2 separate regions of the Mus musculus genome follow, and region 1 is linked to region 2. A link is a contact called in public HiChIP or PLAC-seq data. All regions are on one chromosome and are shown on one strand. The core of a region is the stretch at or near the end of the contact, and the rest is flanking DNA. Distances in the headings are between cores, read along the strand shown. Region 1 overlaps Apba2 (amyloid beta (A4) precursor protein-binding, family A, member 2). Region 2 holds the start of Klf13 (Kruppel-like factor 13).

Region 1 (3,731 bases), core at 467-2,966, 800 kb after region 2:
GCCAAGAGAAAGAGGAGGAGGAGGAGGAAGAGAAGGAGAGGAAGGAGGAAGAAAGGAAGGAAGGAAAGAAAGAATAAAGAAAATAAATATTTGTTTCTAATAACAGAAACAAAACTAGAGGTGACCTTTGGGGTGGGGTGGGGTGGGGTAGGGTGTGACACTCCAGCATCTTGATTGAGGCCCTTGAAGGCTGACCTTCCTCAAGCCTTCCTGAAAGACTGCAGTTGGGCTGTTATCTTTTCTCTGTTGACCTATTCCTTCTGTGAAGAGGCCATCCCAAGCTTTTGTCAATGGTGGCAATATTGTGACATCAGGAATCACCCAAGGGGCCAAGGCATGCTTGGTCACCGAAGGACTCACAAACGTCAGTGTAGGATCCATACATTTCACGATCTGAAACCCAGGAGGGAATCTTCATCTGAAAGCAAGGTTCAAAGCAGTGTGTGAGGACCGTGTTCCTTATTTTCTAAGGCATCAGTGGAAAGTGCTTTGGAGCAAGGGGTGTTTTATACAGACCAGTATTTCTGTATAGCCCTACCAGACGGTGCACAGTCTTACACTTCCCACCATTGCATGGAGATCTGTGGACAGACAGGCAGGCATGTTTTTATGGCTGGGAGTTTGGGGATGTCTCCGAGCGCCAGTGTGGTGAGTGTCGAGTGATAGGGAGAGCGAGCAAGAGTCATCAAGTAAGGCTCACGTGCAGACTGTGGAGGAGCCAAGCATGTGAGGAGCCCTGGTTCAGCTGGTGCAGACATCTTTGGGACTCAGTGAAGGTAGAACCCAAGTTACATAGACGTGAAGGAGTGAGAGAAAAGTGTTCCATCAATGTCAGGTACCCGGAGCAGCTGCTGAGAGAGAGGACATGATGGTAGCCTGTCCTGCTGTGTCCTGGGTAGCCCTCTGCAAGGCAGAACTCAGTGCTCTAGGGATAAAGGAAGAGTGGATGTTGCTATGGAGGTGACAGAGCCAGGAAGAGTAATGCTAGGCATGACCTCTTCCCACCTGCAGGAGGCCACCAGGCACCAAGGCTCCTGCACCTACCCCTCGGGCCATATGGGGTCTTTAGCAGCCTGTGCCCACAGGCCTGGCTGTGAGCTGGAACAGGCAAGAGACGCCTGTTGGATGGGCTGGCATTGTGCCTTAGCTAGTGAATTGGCTTTGAATTGGCTCCTGTTCTGGCAGGAGGGAACCAAGGACACAAGGGCAAGGGGCAGGGTGGGAAGGCAGTGGGGGGAGGGGAGATGTGGGGACAGTAAGGGCAGGTGGGAGACAGTAAGGGGAGGTAGGGACAAAAGGGGAAAGCAGAGACAGCAGGAAGTACAAACTCCATGGATTGTTCTTGAAGAGGGTGATCATTCTAATGTGTTAGCTGACTTAAGTCTCGGGGCATTTCCATAGGGAGAGGAGGAGGAGGCATAATATTGCAAGAAGAGGAGGTAGGAGGATGGGAGGTGGGAAGAACCCAGTCTGGAGCTTTCATGGTGAAGACGTCTGATGCAGTCATTCCGCCCTTCCCAGGTGGAGACACAGGGTTTGGAGGCTGGGGCACTGAGATATCAGTTAGGGCAGCCCCTCCAATCTGTGGTTCTTCTCTAAGACCTTCCCTCCTTTGTGGTTTCCAAAGTCACCACTTTGCAGGTTTACTACTGAGAGACCCTCAAATGCTGCTTTCCTTATCTGAGCCAACAGCGCCACCTAGTGGTTGATGGGCCACCACATCCACCCGCTGCTAGCATGCAGATGTGGGAACAGTGAGAGCATTGCGGCATCCTTTCTCTGAGCTGTTCAGGTCTGATTTGGGCAGGCAGTTCAACCTAGAATCAGTCCATATTTAAAGCAAGCCCTCTACCTCATGCTAAGATGTGATCCAGCCCAGCTTAATTTTAGATGAGCTTACTCATTTAAAAGCACCTAAATCACATATTGTGCAGAGGGAGAAAAGAATTGAAGCCAGCCCCTTTGTTCTCAAAACATACTGAACCAAGGTTTTCAGGGTTACCTGGCAGAGGCCCCTCAATGGCCGGTGTGTGGGAGGAGGGACATAAGGAGGACTTGGACTGGGTGGGGCTTACACAGCAGGGAGGTTGGGGCAAGGGAGGGGGATGTTGGTTTTCCTATGCACTGAGAGTTTCCACACCTTCCTGAGGCTGCACAGCTTGGAGCATGCTTGATGTGGTTAAGGAGATGTCCACCTTAGAGCCTGCCTCCCACTGTCCCATTTACACTGCAGGCAGGAAGGCCCTGCTATCTCTTATCAGTGTCCAGGCCTCCGTAGGCTTCTTTCTGCTGGCATAGAAAGAAGTAATGTCCCCAGTGGCGTGGAGTCTGCTCTGGGTCCCAGGTCCTGTAACCCTCAGCTTGCACACCGTCTCATATCATAGCAATGTAGTACACGCACTCGTCTCCTTATGTTTAGGTTTTGTACTTCTGGGGGGATAAAACAGACAGCTAACCATGTATGTGATACTTCTGGGGTTGGAGTGGGGCCTCAGTTCTGTTTTTTGGGTCTTTTTTTTTTTTTAGAATAAAATAGGTAAAAATAAGAATACATTACAGTTTCTAATTAAAGCAAGAAAGTCTGATATTTAGCAAGCACCATTTTCTGTGATTTTACAAAAACCTTGCTTTGTCCCAGTGTCTGGACATGAAGTAGCAGGGACAGCAGAGAGGCTCATCATGGTGGCCTGAGGCGGGGTGTAAGTGGCAGACAGCTTTCTGCCAGCCTAGAGCTCACAGTCACTCCCTCAGTCTTTTAAGTCCAAACGAGGACCCCTATGAAGGTTTATGGACCCCTAGTGGAGCCTGTGTCCGTGCTTTGGTCTAGCATGCCTTTCTTCCTTCCCACAGGCCCAGCTGATCGCCCAGTCCATTGGGCAGGCCTTCAGCGTGGCTTACCAGGAGTTCCTGAGGGCCAATGGCATCAACCCCGAAGACCTGAGCCAGAAGGAATATAGCGACATCATAAATACCCAAGAGATGTATAATGACGACCTCATCCACTTCTCAAACTCAGAGAACTGCAAGGAGGTAAGCCACATCGGCTGGGGCCTCCAAAACTTTCTCTGCTCGACTTTGCCCTCCAAAATGAACCCTCTCGGAGATGGGCTAGGCAGCTGGGATGTGGGGGCTATCTCAGTGCCTCCCCATCTCAGCTCACCAGGCAAAGATGAGAGCAAGGCTTCCTTCCTCACACCAGTGTGTCCAGCACAGGGACCCTCGGGGCATGCCTTGGTACTGCCTTGGAGGTATGCACTTAGATATGAGATGAGATACTTGCTACAGAGACAAAGATTTCAATCAGTCTTAGTAACCCTGAAAATGTGCCTTTTAATGTTGTTGTCTCCATCCACTGGGCTCAGCACTAGGAGATATTTCTGCAAAGCTCGTGGGAGGCATCTTTAAAATAGGGAGCTTGGGTGCGTCGGCAGGGAAGTTCTGAAATTGCCGGTTGCAGAGGCCCTAGCCGATCCTAGAAGCTTTCCCTGGGGGCTTTGGAATGAATGAATGTGCTCATAGGGGAACTAGTGAATGAATGCTTTTGTGTGTCTATGAGGGTGAGTGAATGAATTATCCTGGATTCTTGTTGAGTGCGTGCCCAATCCTGGCTTCTTGGATGGGTGGCAGATAGCTTTCTAATCAGGCAAAGAAAATTTATTTCAGGATGAGAGTAAGGGCAAGATCGTGGAGTAGACACCAGAGGGCATCTTCTGGCCTCCTAGGGTTTGGTG
Region 2 (3,789 bases), core at 1,281-3,780:
GACATCCAGCCCCTCCCCTCAGGCAAGCCCTCTGCATTTCACCAGATCGGCTACCGGGTGCTGCAAGTGGGAAACCACGGTGAAATATTCTGCACCAAGATTTCTCAATTCGATAGTTCGCCGAACACCCCCGCCCCAACTCAGCACTCTTGGTCCATCAAGTTCTGAACCAAGCTCTCTGCTCCTCCCCCATGGCCACACCCACCCCAGCAGCGGCTTTCCCGAGCAGAACTGGGAACCCTACACAAACCCCACCCACCTTCTGGGCTCACAGACCATTAATTTCGACTCCGAATGCCGGGAGATGACAGTCTTCACTCAATCCCATCACCTGCCACGTGGTTTGAGGGACCACAGATAAGGGCTGAGGACCCCCCCCCCAACCCCCGGCCTCTATAGAGAAAGTTCTGACACCTCCCTGGCCTAGAGCTCCGGCTCGTTCCATTATGAACACACGGGCCTTGAGCTCTAGTCTCCACGACTTGCATGTCTAGAGCTTCTCGGTCGGTCACTTAACTGTTAGCAACAACAACAACGAAAAGAACAGACCCCGGTAACAAAGTAACGGAATTAAGTATTTTTTGCAGTGAACTTGAGAGTTAACTGTTACGAAAGAGTTTCTGTGAGCTCAAAAAAGGAAAAAACAACAACAAAAAAACCCCAACCAACCCTAAATGTTTGTGTTAACACCAAAAATGGAGGGGGGAAGTCGGACTTCGACATCAACTACCAAGAGTCGAGCTGCGAAGCGGTCCCCGGAAACCAGAGAGGCGAGTGACCTCACGCCATCCCAGGTTTCAGGCTCAGGCCGGCCGCCCTGGTACAGGTGCCACCTGCCTGCACACAGCCCAAGAGCAAGTGAGAGTTGGATCAGAAAGGTCAGTGAACGGAGCGCGCCTTCCTAGAGCAAGCGCAGCCCCCTGCGGCCGGGCGCGCCCCCGCCGGCCGGATGGGCTGGGGCTCCCACAAAGAGCCGTGGGGTAGGGAGCGAGGACTGGGACCGCCCCCCGCGTCGGCCAGCGCCGCCGCTGGGTCGGGTTGCGACAAATTAAACCTTAGAGCCCTGGAAAAATTACAGGAAGAAGAGAACGAAGAATGTGCCGAGTGGCTGAAGGGAGCCCTGTCCCCGCGTGAACTTCGCCCGCCCCAGCCGGCCCCTCCCTCGCCAGAGCCCGCCCGGAGGCCTGGGAAGAGGGGTGGCGAGACTCCAGCTCCCCGAGCACCTACGCCCCAAAAGGGAGCGCCGCCTGCCCCCCCCCCCAACCACCTCTAGCGCACCTGCCCGCGCCGCCCGCAGCCCGGATGACGACATCTACCCCCGCGGCCCCGCCCCAAGAGCCTGGGAGGGGGCGTGCCCGATGGGGGCGCGGTCGCCGAGAGGGCGCCGGCTCCAAGCGCCACGGCCAGCGTCACGCGAGGCCAGAGCGCCAGGACAGGGGCGCGGCTGCGATCGCCCTCAGCTCATGGCTCCCCGCCCTCGGCCCCGGCCCCCTCTAGCGCTGGGCCCGAAGCTCTGGGGGCGTGGCCGGTCCCAAGCAGTCCCTAGTCCGCGCGTTCGCGGCGTCCCCGCCGCCCCACTGACCTGTGTGAGTTCTCAGGTGCGCCTTGAGGTGCGAAGATTTCCCGTAAACTTTCTCGCAGCCCGCGTAGTGGCACTTGTGCTTCCTCTGCGGGGACTCGAGGTCCGCGCGGCTCCGGCCTCGCCGACCCCTTTGTCTGAGGCCAGGCTCGCCGCTCCCCGCGGGGCCGGGCTCCTGCTCCAATGCCGCCTCCGGCTCGCTCCACGCGGGGCTGGGGGGCGCGGCCGGCGCGCCTGCTTGTCCCGGGGAGGCGGGCTCTGGGCCGGGTGGCGGCGCAGGGGGCGCAGGCGGCAGGCGGCAGGGGGTCCTCGCCTTGCGCGCAGCGGCCCCTTCTCTGCGTTCCGCGGGGGCGGGCGCCGGCGCCTGCTGGTTGAGGTCCGCTAGGATCCGAGCCACCACGAAAAGCGAGGCGCTGTCCTTGCCGTCGCGGCGCTCGTCAACGCGGGGCAGTGTGGGGGCGGCGGCGGCCGCGCCCTCGGGCCGGGGTTCAGGTCCTTCCCGCGGCTCGTGCACGACTGCGCGGCTGGACATGGACACGAGGCACTCGGCGGCAAAGTGGTCCACATAGGCGGCGGCTGCCATGCTGCGGGCTAGGGCGCGCGGTGCTCTCGCAGGAGTCGTCAGCGGCGCATCCGCACCCACGGCCTCCGGGAGCGGCGGGGGGCGGGGGCGCGGCGCGCCCTCTTCTCCGGCTGGGCTGGGCTGGGCTAGGCTGGGCGCGTAGCCGCTTCTGCCGTCACCCGCGCGGCTCCGCGTCCGCCTGGCCGGGCACTGGAGGGTGAGCGCATGGGGGGCTCCAGTAAGGAGGGTCCGCGTGCGGCGTCAGAGTCGGCCTGTCTTAGGGACGTCGAGCGGAGGCGACGTTAGGCACGACCCCTGCAAGTTGTGGTCGCAGTTCCACCGTGCATTGTGGCAGGCGGGACAGCCTCCGTGCGCGCCGCGGCTCGGTGTGGGCGGACCGGCCCCGGGGGTGGGCGGGGCCGGGGCCACATCTGGACCCGACGTCAGCCCCCAGCCACATCCTGGCGGCGCAGGTTACAGGCGGCAGCGGCCGCAGGGAGCAGCGCGCACGAAGGGGGCGGGGAGCCTGGAGCGCCTCAGGAGGGGCGTGGCCAGTGGTAGACGCGAACTCCATTGGCTCTTGAGTACTTTATGCAGCCAATCCGGTCCTCGAGAGGGTTCTACTGGCCGCGGGACCTGCGCGCGCCAGTGGGCGTGCCCCTGGGCCTGCAAGAGGAGGGGCGGAAATCGGAGCCGGGCGCGCGGCGCGCAGACGCATGACGTCCGAGGGTGGCGGGCCGCTGTGTAGCGGCGCAGGGCTGGGGCGCGTGCCTCCCGCAGCGGGAACCCCGCCGGCCCTTTCCATGCCAGAGCTTTTGTGAGCAGGCAGCAGTGGGTGGCACGAGGATGGCAACACTGAGCAAGACACCCTGTGGTCGCTCCGCCCGCCGGGAGTGCGGGCAAGGTGGCGTATCGGTCCCTATGGGACCTAAGCGGCCGACCTCGCCTATGGGCGGGACATTACCGAGCCTCACCCCACCGCAGCGGAGTTCTCTGGTGGCCGGGTTTGCATTGCCCATCTCCAGCCACCTCCTCACCCCGCTCCTATTGAGCTCCGGTTCTCTACGCAACCTTGGCCCGAGCCTTGTCACCACTGGGGCCGCCCCGCCCCCGCGCGGCCGAACTGCCCTTGAGCCTATGTTAACCTGGCTGATGCAGGACCCACCACTGCCAATGCTGAGGGAGTGAGCTACGTGCTGGGGCTGCGGTCGCGGCTGTTCAGGGAACACGGGGCCCCTTCCTCCCCCTTCCTGCCCCAGGCCTGCTGCCAACTTCTCCAGGCCGCCCCTCTCCCACCGCGGTCCTGGAGGCTTCAAACACCACCAGCTGCGAGGACCCCGCCCAGGGCGCCCCACCCATCCACTGTCTGGGCCTCTGAAGGAAATGCTCCGCTGCGTCCTGCCGGGGCCTTCCAACTAGGCCACCTTGCTCTAAAGTCTAGACACACATTCATGTTCTTTCCTCTCTGAACACTAGGCCATCATCAGAGAGACCCGTAGCTTCCAACTGCCTTTGAACCAATCTTAACACACTCAAAAGACTTTGGCCGCAACTGGCCTCTGACCTGTGAGGGTAGGATCAGCAGCCTCTCCTTTTCATTGTGGATGATACCTTAAAATAAGTCAGCCACCAAGTCAGGGAGACCCGA

The links. HiChIP or PLAC-seq counts read pairs in DNA pulled down with a chosen protein or histone mark.
Region 1: an H3K4me3 HiChIP or PLAC-seq map of forebrain shows a contact between it and region 2, with 7 times the contacts expected there. The contact joins the enhancer-like site here to the promoter of Klf13 in region 2. A contact is called at or near these places in 6 of 39 promoter capture datasets (the 3T3-L1 cell line, embryonic stem cells, hippocampal neurons and 2 more) and 10 of 115 datasets of contacts at active chromatin or transcription factors (astrocytes, embryonic forebrain, embryonic hindbrain and 6 more).

Annotation. Positions count from the first base shown.
Region 1 is chr7:64,740,410-64,744,140 of GRCm38.p6, forward strand. It overlaps Apba2 (amyloid beta (A4) precursor protein-binding, family A, member 2), which reads left to right. Exons shown (of 15, transcript NM_001291166.1): 11 at 2,851-3,030. Among named protein-coding and RNA genes, the nearest start is that of Nsmce3, 130 kb to the right of the region's middle. Within about 2 kb of position 1,717, at least 18 of the 459 cell types and tissues checked have an H3K27ac peak or open chromatin away from gene starts, as enhancers often do. A contact at or near this core is called in forebrain, where this site is marked.
Region 2 is chr7:63,936,385-63,940,173 of GRCm38.p6, forward strand. Klf13 (Kruppel-like factor 13) reads right to left here and starts at 2,531. Exons shown (of 2, transcript NM_021366.3): 1 at 1,583-2,531. The coding sequence starts at 2,162.